2 separate regions of the Mus musculus genome follow, and region 1 is linked to region 2. A link is a contact called in public Hi-C data. All regions are on one chromosome and are shown on one strand. The core of a region is the stretch at or near the end of the contact, and the rest is flanking DNA. Distances in the headings are between cores, read along the strand shown.

Evidence for each region. Hi-C and Micro-C count contacts between places; a contact is called where the count stands out from the background.
Region 1: a contact with region 2 is called in a Hi-C map of cortical neurons, with 2.0 times the contacts expected there. The contact joins two enhancer-like sites. A contact is called at or near these places in 3 of 39 promoter capture datasets (embryonic stem cells, pre-B cells and trophoblast stem cells) and 1 of 484 Hi-C or Micro-C datasets (cortical neurons).

Annotation. Positions count from the first base shown.
Region 1 is chr1:158,338,149-158,345,272 of GRCm38.p6, reverse strand. The region is part of intron 1 of Brinp2 (bone morphogenic protein/retinoic acid inducible neural-specific 2); the gene reads left to right. Among named protein-coding and RNA genes, the nearest start is that of Brinp2, 15 kb to the left of the region's middle. Within about 2 kb of position 1,687, at least 13 of the 459 cell types and tissues checked have an H3K27ac peak or open chromatin away from gene starts, as enhancers often do. A contact at or near this core is called in cortical neurons, where this site is marked.
Region 2 is chr1:157,937,356-157,944,303 of GRCm38.p6, reverse strand. No RefSeq gene overlaps it. Among named protein-coding and RNA genes, the nearest start is that of Gm51655, 190 kb to the right of the region's middle. Within about 2 kb of position 4,048, at least 17 of the 459 cell types and tissues checked have an H3K27ac peak or open chromatin away from gene starts, as enhancers often do. A contact at or near this core is called in cortical neurons, where this site is marked.

The sequences.
Region 1 (7,124 bases), core at 438-2,937, 400 kb before region 2:
AAACAAACCAAAACAGAAATGCAGACAGAGCCCTGAAGAGTCTCTAGTGCAAAGCTTTACACGGCCTGTTCACTTAGTGCACGCATGCTGAGTATTCCAAGGGCCTTTCTGAAGACAGGTGTGTGTGTGTGTTTTCAAAAGAGCAAGGCTTTCAAAACAAAATTAGAGCAGAGTCTCCTTAGGTGTGGAGGAAGGGTTTCCTGAACTTCACAAGATTTTTAACCTTTTAGGAAGGCAGAGGGCTTTCATTAATAAATCTTCATCTAGAATTCTAATACACCCAGCCAATGCATATGGAAGGCTCTCCTTGGGGCAGGCGTAGGTGCCTGGAGCTGGGTCATCCCACACTTCTCTCCCCAGCCAAAAGTTCTGCCCAAGGCACCTCCTGGTTAGAACAGAAAACGCACTTGGAGACACACTGAAAAATATGTACTATAGAGATCCTTCCAAAAGCAAGCCTTGCCATTTTTAAAAAAAAAATAATAGGTGATATATTAAAATTGATCATAAAATCTAAGACCTTTGCCAACACAGACACATCTGTGACATTCCGTGAGACTAGGAAAAATTACTGCTCTCTCTTATTCTCAATGATTGAAAATGCATAAAATTCAATGTCTATGAATAAACACCTGCTGTGTGCCAGGAACTGTACCAGGCACCGACTATGCTTACATGTGCAGTCTCCTCCAATTCCAACACCCTCCACCCCCCACACAAAGGAAGCGCCCCTCACTATACTCAATAAAAATGAGAAGAATTGAGTAAGAAGAGTTGCTTGCCACTGATCTGAGATCTCAGCAGTTGGGGAATAATGGTACTGGGAATTTTTGTTTGCTTGCTTTTAGACAGGGTCATGGTGTGTCTTCTGGCTGGCATGGCCTGGAATTTGATATGTAGACCAGGCTGCATCTCAAAGAGACCCTCCCAAGTCTCTGTCTCCCCAAGTGCTAAGATTAAAGGTATCCCCACCAAACCTGGCAGTGTTAGGATTTTAACAGTGGATTGAATGAATTAGAGAGTGTGACTTTGGTCACTAATCCCTAAATCTACATTGGATGGAAATAATATTTATTAACCTATCTCATAGTTTTTTTTTACTGGAGACCAGCATGCTTCGGCTGTGAGATTTTACCTCACCTCTTTGCCTTCACAAAGCATTCCTGTCCTCCAAGACCCTTGCAGCAGATCTGCTTCCTTGGCTCTTCCTGATCCTCTAGGTCAGGGGCAGCTTCTTTTCCAGGGTCCAGGCCCAGTAGCAGCAGTGTTGGAAGGTATCCACTTCTATTCCTCACTTGGGAGCTTCATGCAGGGCACAGCATCCTGAGCTGGAGGTGGCCGGACTGGAGCCCAGATTTCAGTTGAATTACTGGGATAGTGTGGGGTCTAGGCTCCAGAGAAGTCCTTGTAATCCCCTTGAGGAATAGAAATGCCTAGGCGGTGCATAACTACTGCAGGGGCAACTCATTTCTGCCTCCCCTTCACTGTATCTGGCCACTTAGCATACTATAAATATGTTGTCACACAAGGAATGGGTGCAGGTGATGAGCAGCGTCCCTGTGGGTGATAGGTCCCCAGAGACTTCCTGAACACTGTGCCTCTTCCTAGGTCTTTGGCCTTGGGAATTTGAGACTCAGAAATCACAGAGTAAGGCCAGTATCCTCACGAAGCCTCCAGGCTCTGGAGACCCCTAGAGGCAAAATTATGTGTTACGAGTCCCCCCTCACCTCCGAAGCCAGGAAGGTTCTTGCCTAGAGATGATTGGCCTTTCCTAAAAGCCTTACATAAAGCACACTTGCAGCAAGTTCAGAAGGCATAGCCTGGCACATGTGTGAGTGTGCGTGTGCGTGGATATAGAGGGGTGAGAAAGGCTGGCAACATTTGTAGAAGCAATCCTATCCAGAACTAAGCTGATTAGTTCCGGTCCCTTCTCTGCCTGACTGAGCCATGCTCCTTTGTGCCTGACAGCCAGCATCTCTCTCAGTCCCTGCAGTCCTGAGACTGCCCTTCTTGGCAACTCCCTACCACCTCCATCAAGGCGACAGTTTCCCTAAGGCCCCTTCACGCGTCTCAGTAACTTGATCAACTCATTTGTGCTGAAGTATTAATGACTAATAATGATTTAATGTGCTGTCTCCCAATTAACACTGAAGCATTTCAAAAGAGAAATTCACAGATTTTTAACCTAAGTGAAAGACTCATGTTTTTCCCTTTTCAGAAGGATTACAGGCCCCTCAAAATGTACAGAACAGACAGTTGCCTGGATAACAGCCCCTCCTAGCAACATTTGAAAGCATTGTATAGGAGCTTACATAGAATCACCTAACAGAGTCCTTCTCCAATCCACAATCATTAAAGATAATGCCTGTCTACATAACCCCCACCAGGAGAAGAAAACTAGGATGCAAGAGTTGACATAGCTAGCTCCTTGTGTTTCCATAGCAAAACCTAGATGCTCAATGGCTTTTCCTTCACTTGTGGGAAAGACCTTAGTCACTGAGGGAAGAGGTTCAGACACTACTAATCAGAGTGCAGATCTGTGGTGATAAGAATATGTTTTCATTTTAATCCCCAGGGTGGGGATATGGGGCTGCTTTGGACTTTCCTCAGCAGCTGACTATAATTTGCCTCGTGCTCTAGCAGAGAAGTGGCTTTGCCAGCTGAAGATAATTTATGTGGCTGTGTGTCATTTGGAATTCTGGGAACTTTTCAGAGGTTATATAAATGGTAGAGCCAAGATGGACATGGTTGGGGGGTTGGGGGTTAGGAGTTGGTGGGGGAGGGTGCATTGATTGGGGTTTATTAGTAGTCATGCTCAAAGAAGAAAAAAAGAAGAAAGAAATAAGATTCAGAGATCTTTCTCTCTCTCTTTCTCCCCTCTATCCTTTCTCTCCTATCTAGAGATATGGGATAAAATGGGGGGGTGGGATAAGGAGTGTGAAAAAGAAGAAACCACCAGTAGCAAAACCCAGCACAAGCTACACAGATCTTTGACAGACTCTGCTCAGGGCTGATCATGTGATCTTGCCCAGTTACTTTTCTGCTCAAGCCTCAGTGCACACAACTATTAAATGAATATAGCAAAATTCACAGCCCAGAATTGCTTGGTGCATGAAATATTGCAGAATTATCACCTATAATGTCTAGTGTTTGAAGAATGTCCGTTCTGTGACAGTTCTGTTCCTAATCTTACTTTTATTTTTATTGTTTTTTCCCCTATCTTAAGCTTCCAGTGCAGGGCAGCATGCAAATGCTGTATTTATTGATCACTTAGAAGATTCCCCAGCAGTCCGACCTCCTAGGCGTGGTTGGTTTGGTAATGAACTGGATGTCTTTCCAGATGAAGGCATTGTATGAAATTTATTTTCTCCCCCTATGCTTGATTTCTTTAAATGTATCTCACAAATGCAGCGAGTGAAATGGATTTGGCAGTGACTTAGAAAGACTTAATGCATTTCAGAAAGGGGGGGGAAGCTATAACAAAACCTGGTTTGTTTTTGTGATATATGGTTCATGTGATATGACAAAACTCCATTTTTACGCTTAGGAAAATTGGCTAATTTTAAAACAGTTGACACATGCCATATGCATATAGAGTAATGATAGATTTTGCTCAGGCAAACAACAGAGGAACACAGGGCCAGAAATATCTGCTGGGGCTTTCATCAGTTAAATTCTTAGTTTATGGCAATCCTTCCCGGCATAGGAGCAAGGAGGGACACAGAAAGTGGACTCCCAGTGGCCTCAAGTACTTGAGTCAGATATTTGATCATAAAAACACCATCTACCAAGAATAGAATACAGACATTGTGTTTTTATGGGAATTGTGTTGAATGGGAAGAGGAAGCTACCCCACACAGCAAGCTTTAAGTGCCAGACTTTAAACAGTCCTAAAAAATATTAGCCAGAAAGGGGGTACAAATGACAAAAGGGATGTGAAATTGATTAGAACCCCTGATTTGTGTTTCAGAGCTTTTTCTGGTCACTTCTCTTGTTGGGAACACACACAGTGTTTGGCACTTAAAATGTTCTTTGAGATCCTCCTGTAAATAGTTCTGCATACCTCTGTGCCTCGGTCAGAAACCCAGGCCCGTGTGGGCTGATGGTGTGCCGTCTTCTGGACTCAAAGCATTTTATTTAATTTCATTTTATATATATCAAGACATGATTTAATTAGTAAGTACAGAAAAAAAGTCAAAGACCTTAGAGGTTTATGGTCAGGTCTCCAGGACCCAGCAGCCTGACATTCTAATCCTGTTATTTCTCACCTTAACCCGAACAGAGTCGGCAGAGTCGGTTTTCTTTCTTCCCATAATTCATTAGTTATTAAGTTTTCTCTTCTTTTATTTTTCTTTTGTATCCTTTGCTTTGTGTGACTCTTCAGGCTGGTCCACCGCTGCACTTTTTCCTCCTCCTCAGGATATCATAAAACAAAGAAAGCCAATATCTTGATGGCTCATTTGTGACTAGACCAAGTAGAAGAGGAATTTTCCCTGATGCATTTTGCCTCCTAGAATAAGTCTCTTGTCCCCTGGTGAACCTGACCATGAAGGTGATTACAGTTGGTGCCCCGCAATGATATGAAGGGGAAGGCCTGCTTCCTCCTTAATCATAGACTCAGCACCCCAAAGGCAAGAACGGAGGTTTGTCTATCAGCCTAGCCCTTCCTCCTTGGCACAATATCAACTACTGGAAAGAGTTCTTTTATTTACAAAATAAACAATACAAAACAAAAACTGGCACACATCTAACTATTAATCATACCACACCATTTTCATGAAAGTATGGGCTGATGAAAGTCCATTAAGCATCCTTTCTACTGAGGGTAAAGTATTAAATACTCAGAACTTCAAATTTGTAAAAACTGTAAAATTTTGGAAGGCTTTTTTTTTTCCTGTAAGGCAGTGGTTCTCAAATTTTAATGCACACCGGGGGAGGTTATTAAAATGCAGCATCTGCAGCCCCTTCTCCAAGGACTCTGATTTCGTCGTAGGTCTTGTGTGAAATGCAGAAAGCTGCATTTTAACATGCACATGCACCATTTTAGATTAGCTGAATAAAATTTCACCCAAATTCAGACTGGTAGACTCTGAGTGTTCCTCGGTTGGTTAATAGGTGTCATATAAGGGTTCTATGGTTAGAAAAGTTGGAGGAACATCATTGTGTCCCTGACAACCCACTCTCAAACATATTCAGAGGTTTACTATCCATGAGAGACAGGTTTGACTAAGTATTTCATACACATATATGTGCATGTATATATGAAAATTTCATTCATTTTATTGTCAAACACCTTTTAAATGTTGAGGCATTTAATATGGAAGGTATTGCCTATGGTGAGTAGGGACCTCCTACAGGACAAGAGTGCTAATGCAACCCAGCTGTATCCTCCAATCATGTTAAGGAGTGTGGAGTTGGAGATTCTCTAGCCATGGAGGATAGCCTACAGTCTGGAGAAGTGTTTGTGAAGGCAGCCATCATTTGTCAAGCGTTTGATATTTACAGGCACCATTCTCTCTTTTAAATTATGTATTAACTCAGTTTATTCTCAGAACAGCCTTATGAGTCAGATTCTTTTATTATTCCCATTTCACTGAGAAGGAACTAAGACCCTGAAAGGTTAATAATATGCTAATGATCATGGAGTTACCAAATGGCATAGTGGGACTTGAACACAGGGAGTCTCTGGAAATCTTACTCTGTTAATGGCTTTACCTGGCAGCTCTTCTGGGAGCAAGGTCTGGAAATTATGGGCAGCAAGGAGTATCAGGTCCTGCTAGACACAACCTATCCAGGAGCCATGATGCTTCAGTGTTTCTGGACAGACTTCTCCAGGTGATAACCTATAATTATTGCCCTTCATTCATCAGAGAATTTATTATAATGACCATCGAAACTTCCACAAGATTTTGCTGTACTTAAACACAAAATATGCTTAGTAAAACAACCTGACAAGAATGATTCATGGGTAGCAATTAGGTACAGAAACTTGCGCCTATGAAATCCCAAACTGGGTTGACAATCTGTTCATCCTGCTGACACCTTGATAAAAACCACAGTAACCTGGCCTTGTTACCTACTACATTCTCAATTCCCTCAGGAGGGATTCCTGCATGGAAAATAGACATGGCTTTCTAATGATGGAGCTCTAGAGAAAGGTTTCAACTGTTATACTTGAGTCTTTGGGAAATCAGCCTTCTCAGCATGCCCTGCCTGTACCCAAGTTATGTGGTTCCCCTGCATCAACAATTTCACACTCTAGGATGTTGAACCCACACTTTAATAGACAAGGTTTATAGCACATCCTTTTGGTTGACCCACCATCTGCTATCAGCTCCTAAAGCCCAACTAGAGATACCTGATCTTGTCTTGGCTACTTTGTCGCTCATTGTGAACTTGTTCTCTAGACCCCATGCGCCCTGGCACTGAAGAAACCATGCAGAAAATTCTTCTGTCTCAAACTAAAAAGACATACTTACCAAAATGGGGTTTCATGCTGTTTCTGTATGGATCAAAACTACCTTACATGTGCTGAACTCAGGGTCAGATGCAGTGAGAGTAGAGCCTTCCATCCCTCTGGGCTTCATGGGAAATGCAAAGCATCTGCTTACATAAAGGGAAAAGAGACTTCAGCCTCACCCTCACAGAATCTCTCATTTGTAGCATTATCTTCTTTTTTTTTTTTTTTTTTTTTTTTTTTTCCATTTTTTATTAGGGATTTAGCTCATTTACATTTCCAATGCTATACCAAAAGTCCCCCTTACCCACCCACCCCCACTCCCCTACCCACCCACTCCCCCCCTTTGGCCCTGGCGTTCCCCTGTACCGGGGCACACAAAGTCTGCGTGTCCAATGGGCCTCTCTTTCCAGTGATGGCCGACTAGGCCATCTTTTGATACATATGAAGCTAGAGTCAAGAGCTCAGGGGTACTGGTTAGTTCATAATGTTGTTCCACCTATAGGGTTGAAGATCCCTTTAGCTCCTTGGATACTTTCTCTAGCTCCTCCATTGGGAGCCCTGTGATCCATCCATTAGCTGACTGTGAGCATCCACTTCTGTGTTTGCTAGGCCCCGGCATAGTCTCACAAGAGACAGCTACATCTGGGTCCTTTCGATAAAATCT
Region 2 (6,948 bases), core at 2,799-5,298:
TTTGAGGTTGTTGTTTGCTCAAGCGCTGTTTAGTCGTTCTTGCATGTCCTTAACCCAACATCTCCAGATCTACCTTTCACTTCAGAATCATGGCTCAAGAGCTTCTTTATGTCAAGCCCTGTGCTAGTTACTAGGTATAAGCTGATTAAAATAAGATCATTCCCTGGGGGCCGGTGGGAGGAGAGAACTATGTTCAAGAATCCCTCAGTAAGGATGGCAAAGATGGAGGAGAGACAGACACAGGGTGTTGTGATGAGAGGTGACAGGTGCCTCCACTGTAAAAAACTAAAACAGAGGACAGAAGAGGGTAAGATGATTGCAATTCAAATGAGAGAAAACCAGGGCAGGATTATAGATGCTAATAGAATTAAGGTTAGAAACCCATGAAATTCCTTCTTCTTTTAGGCCAGTGAGAGTGTCAACAATGGTGCAAAGCAATCTAACAGTAAGACACAGTTTATCCTGCAACCCCTCTCCTTCATCCTCCCCTTCCTCCTTGTCCTGAGACAATGGCTAATGGCAGCCAGTAGGCATCTTAAAGCAATGAGACATGCCCACCCGCGTGGTTTGCCCTGGATAGCCCTCCATTGTTCACCACTGCTCATTTCTTCCTTAATCACTCACTGAATGGTTTCATAGATGCCCGTTAGGAGCCAGGCAACGCCCTGATACAGGCTGAAAGCAAAGATATATACAAGATGCACATCCTACCTTTGAGGACATGGATTAGTAAGCTACTGTGAAGAGGTAAGGCTAACCACTGACAAGGGGATGGGATAAAGCCCCACATGTCAGCATCAGAACACCTAGGTCTACAATCCTGGCTTTGCCAATTACTACCTGAATGCCCAGAGCAACTTCCTGATTCCTCTGTGCCTTAGTTTGTCTATATAATGGTGATAATTAGAATTTACCATGTAAGGTTATTGGAAGGGTTATTGGAATGATTCAATGAAGGCTAATGACATATAGCTAAGGGCCAAGTGCTGACATGTCTAAGCAAGCAATGCACAGCACACATTTTTCAGAATACTATTACAAATATTGATAGATCTAGAAACATCAGGTATTGCAGGCATAGAGGAGGGATATGTGTATAGTGACAGAGAAGCATCTTGGAGGAGTTGGAACCCAGACTCCCTAACACTTACATCATCGGTCATAGTCACCTACCTAACAACCAGTCAAATTGACTGTTGGGTATAAAACACTAAGAAAAGGATTCAACAAAGAGAGAAGTGGTTGGGCTAAGGTAAAGAAAGGTAAAGGCTAGGGTAAAGATGCCTTATTTGAGTCGTCAGATACGGATGTGTCTGATTAGCAGGCACATGCCAAGATCCTATCTTAACACACTAAGAAAGCCTCCCCTTGATGTGATCTGGAAAGGCAGTCTCCTGCATGCAATCTTACAGTCTGTGCTTGACTGAGAACAATGGGCCTTGGGTCTGGAACCCTTCCTTAGCAAGAGATGAGGAGCCCACACAGCCAGGGTGAGGCTCGTCACCTTGTGTGGAGCTATCTGTCCCAGTTGTAAGTTCTGCTTATGTTCCTTTGTTCTGTTAAGCATGTAAGTTAGTGGTCCTCAGGGCCACTCCTGCACAGAGAACTCCAGTCCTGAAAGGTACACACTGCTAGCCATCCTGCACCCACTCTAGAGTGAACTGCTAGCCAGGCACAACAGAAGCAGCCGTTGTTACCATTTCTCTGTTTTGTATTTTAACTTGCTAACTCCAGTACTAAACAGCATTAAACAAAAATATTTGAATTTCTATTCCAGAGCTGACATAGAGGCTGTCATTGTTCTCCTCTATGTAGTTGGACTCATCCCATGGCACTGATAACCAGTATAGAATTCTGCTAGACAAAAGTCCCTTAGCATCTTGCCTAAGGCAAATTACTGTCTACATGTCTATCATTATTTGTACATAAACACTCTGTCTGTTACGATTTGAATCTGAAATGTGCCCCATGGCTCATGTGTTTAACACATGGTCTCAAGTTAGGATTGCTATATGGGGAGGTGATAAAAATGCCACAGTATTGGCCAAGTTGAATGAAGTATGTCACTAGGGACATGCCTTTGAGGGCTATACCTGGTCCCCATTAACTTCCCATCTATCTGTTTCTTTTCCACCATGTGGAAACTCGTTTTACTTACAATATACTCCAGAAATGTTAGAACAAGCAACCCTGTTGAAAGTAATATTTAATACCCTATGTCATAATAAACTATTCTTTAAACTATTTCAGGTAATTTGTCATAGTAATGAAAAGTCAGATTAATATACTATCCATAGTTATTATTATACTGACATTTGGCTGTATGATTGTCTTGGATATTGAACAAGTTACTAACCCTCCACAAATCTGTGGTGCTATCTTGTTTTTTAATTTGTACCAAGGAGATAATAACTGAAATCTTAAGGTAGTTGATATATTTAAGAGTCTATTCTCACACAATGGCTGTCAGTATAATTGACAAAATAAATATACACTAACTGGTTGTTACTGTGCTAATATATGATGAGAATGATGTTGATGAGGGTGAAAATTTTAATAAAGATGAAGAGGAAGAAGAAGAAGAAGAAGAAGAAGAAGAAGAAGAAGAAGAAGAAGAAGAAGAAGAAGAAGAAGAAGAAGAAGAAGTAGTTGTGGAAATAACACAGGGTAAAAAACACAGATTTTTATAAATTCCCTTATGCAGTTTATCCCTTCCAAAGGATTGTGTGTATCTAATAATTGACATCACTTCATTCAGCTTAGTATTCTCTGTAGGCTAAAAGTGTCACTTTTCAAAGAAATATAGATTAGACTCATTGTTGATTGCATTAAATGTGTGGGAGACAGACATGTTTGTTCACTCTGAATTCTTAAAATGCCTGGCTCAGACTTCCCAATCATAGACCATAGCTCAGCAGACAAAGGCAAACAGCATAGTGATCTGGATATGATCAGGTAGAACTATAAATCATGATGAGGGTTGAAATTGAATCAAACAGGGGGCACCTGTGCACACTATTTCAAATGCAAGCAATGGGGAGAACACAGACTTGTAAAATAAACTAAGTTTGCTGCCTACCAGACAACAATGCCTTCTACCCACCTGTAACTTGTGCTACCTCCTAGCTTCTAGAAATAATTTGGAGACTCTGCTGTCACAAGAATGTTTTGGAGCATCGTAAAAGGCAGTGAGCATTCCTGACCAAGGAGGTGATTTTGAGAAAGTAGGTGGAGCTATGGTGGGGGCATAAGTGAGCACGAGGAAGAATGGTTGACTCTCTGAGCAGATGCTGCATATCTTGTTAATACTTTTTAAGGTTTCTGAATACTAACAATTCTCCTTGATGTCAGAAAAGCAGATTCCAACCGTTCAAGAGAAAAACTACCAGGCTTAGTTGATGTGAGAAAATGTCTGTTCTTAGTTGTGAAGCAGGAATAATGGTTCATGGGGATGATGAGAATGTCGACTGTGTCTTAGAAGTCCTATGTCTTAGACATCCCCAGTAATGGATGCAGTAATGGATAGAGAAAACAGGCAGACTCAAAACAGGCAGCAGAGTTACTGAGAGCCTGAGCCATAGCTTTATGTACAGCTGATGTTGGCTCAGGCCCTAAGGAAGCCATAAGACAAAAAGAGAAGTAAGGGTAATGAGAGACTTGCAGACTTCCAGTCTGGAATTCATCCAGAGGGTTCCCATCCCTGCCACTCCTCCCATCAAACATATGCAAATGGAAATGGTAATAAACTCAGATAATGATAGAGTCAGCATTTAAACTCACCATAGAAAGCATAAATTACAGGGGAAGCTGTTACAGATACAAAGGCTGGATGCTTTATTGTTGGAAGAGAGGGTATTCTAATGCGCAGGTGCTAACTGGGTGTCTCAGGCCAGGCAGGAAGTCTCAGAGGACGCTTCCTACAAGGCAACAAACCCTGAAGTTGGTCTGTCCTGCTGCAAAGCGTGGAAGCTGCTCTAAGAGGCTCCATGGCACTCTTTTATGCAGCTGAATGATGCTGCTCACATGCTGCTGCCTGAGTCATACCACTCAAGCTTCACCGGTTCCCTTGCTGCTGCTGGAGCATCTGGGCAGATGCTTCTCCTGTACTGGGTACCATATCACCACTTCATCCTCTAGATAAGCTGTGGTTGCCTCTTTCATCTCCTTCAGCTCGATGCTCAAAGGTCCTTTTCTCTAACGAGGCTTACACCAGCTTCTCTATTTATTATTCCGGTTCTCTGCCCCTTACCCTTGTCTTGCTCATAGTATTTATCACCTTTTAATATACTATATAATTTATTTTTGTTACACACTTTTCTTATTTATTACTATTATGGTTTACTACCTGTCTTCATCCAATAAAATATAAACTCCGTGAGAGTAAGAAATTCAGTCAGTGTTTTTGCCCCCACAAATACATAGAAGAGCCTAGGACACGAGGGTGCTTATTAATTGAAGTTTGCTAAGCACATAGTTAAAAACTGCCTTCTTGGAAGGAGACACTTCTCCATAGAGGTAGCCACATTTCCAAGATGCTTAGAGCATTGCTGGCTCCAGTCCTCTCCCAAATCTGTAGTATGTCACTGGCACAGGATGCAGTGCTCTTGCCAATTAGTGCAACACATATGGCTCTGAAGTAGATCATCTCCCAAGAATTAAAAGGGAAGCAGAGGAGCCCAGAGGCCTGGGGCACACACACCCATGTGATTTATTCTGTATTCACATAAAGACCTACCTGAAAAGTTATTATTGATTATGACTTTTAGAACTTAGAGTGAACTCATATCTCATGCAATTCTCTTATTTGATAAATAAGACGTGGTAGATTAAATGCCTTTCTCCGGCTCACACATCCAATTAGTGGGAGCAAGGAAATCAAGCCCCAGGTCTGTTAATTCCCAAATGTGCATATCCTACCATATCATTGCTTGTGTGGTTGTACTGTGTGAGACTTTTATGAAGATCTCCCATGAATCACTCTGTGCAGTTACTTTTAAGGTCCCTGTCAGGGAGTCACTTTTAATAGCACCCAGGGCATCACCATTTCAGCACCTCTACACCAGGAACAGCAAACAGCCCTGATTTTCTTTCAGTCTATGCTTTAGTAACCATCTGACTCTTTTCATTTTCATGTATTTGATTACCCAGTGCTTCCAGTGTTTGCTTTAAAGAGTATTTTAGAAGATTACATGATCCATGCCTGCTTCTTAATAATTTGAATGTGTAGTGATCTAAATAGGCTTTGCAATTTCTGATATTATAGTAAAAATGCCCAAAGCAAATTCTAAAAACTAGTGATACTAAATAAATCGCTATACATCTATACACTTAAACAAATATAAAAAAAAAAAACTTTTCTTCAGCATCTTTTAAAAAGCACATCACAAATTTTCAAGAGAGGAATGTGGAACACATTGTCTCTCTGTCTAAATTTACCATAAAGCCCTTTATTGTTAGACAACTCGTGGATCTGATGAAAGCTTTCTTGAGAAATTGCTTCTCTACAAGGTCAAAACATCTAAGGACAAAAGAGAAGGAACTGTAGGAAGCACTGGAGAAGAAAAGCAGGCGCTAAGATAAATACAGAATAAATTGGCAGGCTTTGGAGTCCAAGAATCCTGGAGCTGTAGCATAATAAAAAAATACAAAGATTAATCAAAAAATGCACCAGATCTTTCAAGATAAAAGGCCTTTTTCCTAGACGTAGGAAGTGGGACTTCCCCCATCGGATGCCCAGCCACTCATTAGCAGGGCCCAAGCCTCTGAGATTCTAACTATAAATCAGCAAGGGTCTGAAATCCATCCGTAAGCCTCTGATTTTTAGCAGCTTATGCCTTTCCAGAAGAATTACCTTGCCTACAAAATGGCTTCTGCCCAGGGCTGGGAAAGTTTTCACAAAATGCATTTAGCTACTATCTGAGGATCTCAAGTCACTGAGCTAAATGCAAGCATACTTTTGTTAAAAATCACACTCAACTCGATATTGAGGTTTATTACAGACTTTCTCTAGTTTTCATTATCCTTTTATGTAATCTCAGCTGGGATGATTTGCCTGTATTCTTTCCAGTAGAATCTTATTACTCCCAAGACACAACAGAGCATCACCAACCCAGTACAGAGAGCTACAAGGCTGCATCTGGATTAGAAAAGGGGGTCTATTTATACCCAAATTAATAGGCAGAATTTAGCATAACACTTGCAGTCTCTCTGCTGATAGAATGAAAAGGGATAAAATGCAGGTCCTCTTCCATTCTTCTTCACTGTATTGTCTGCCCTTAGTATGCTTGTCACATGGCCTGGAGCAGTGTGATCTAGTAATGATAGGCCTGGGTGCCACAAAGGAGGGGAGATCCAGCTGCACTGGGGAATTCAGGGGACATCTCAGACAGCTGGCCCAGCCCTCACCACTCATGTGTTTCAGGGAAGCACACTCAGGATGCTGCTGTTCCTATTTGTACATGATTCCTCTAAGGACAAAACTTAACATTGGGTCAGGGCTAAACACAACTTCTTGTCTAACAACTAGAGGGCAAGATAACCTTGAACTCTGCCCAAAGTAAACAATCCTGAGCTTGCAGAAGTCTTTGATTCCATGTCAGTTGGAAAAATCTTTTAAGTTTGTGCTCAAATTAACTTGACTAGAGTCTTCCAACTGAGCTATAAGGAAAAACTAAACACTGTCTCTTTCTGTAACTTTAACTAACTAAGCATGTATTGTCAAAGATATGGGAAATGCTTCCATAAGGGAGGATGAGGAGTTAAACGCTTAAACCTATAAAATGTAAGAGTAAGTGACCATTTCATAAATCTGAAGGGACAGAAGAAAATAAAGATTCCTTCCATAGCAGTTCTAGTTAAGTACAGATTGTGCTAGCGGCTCCCAGGAAACTGCGAAGAACTAGGTGTGCCTTCTTAAATATATTTGTGTCTAGATCTGCCTATTCCATT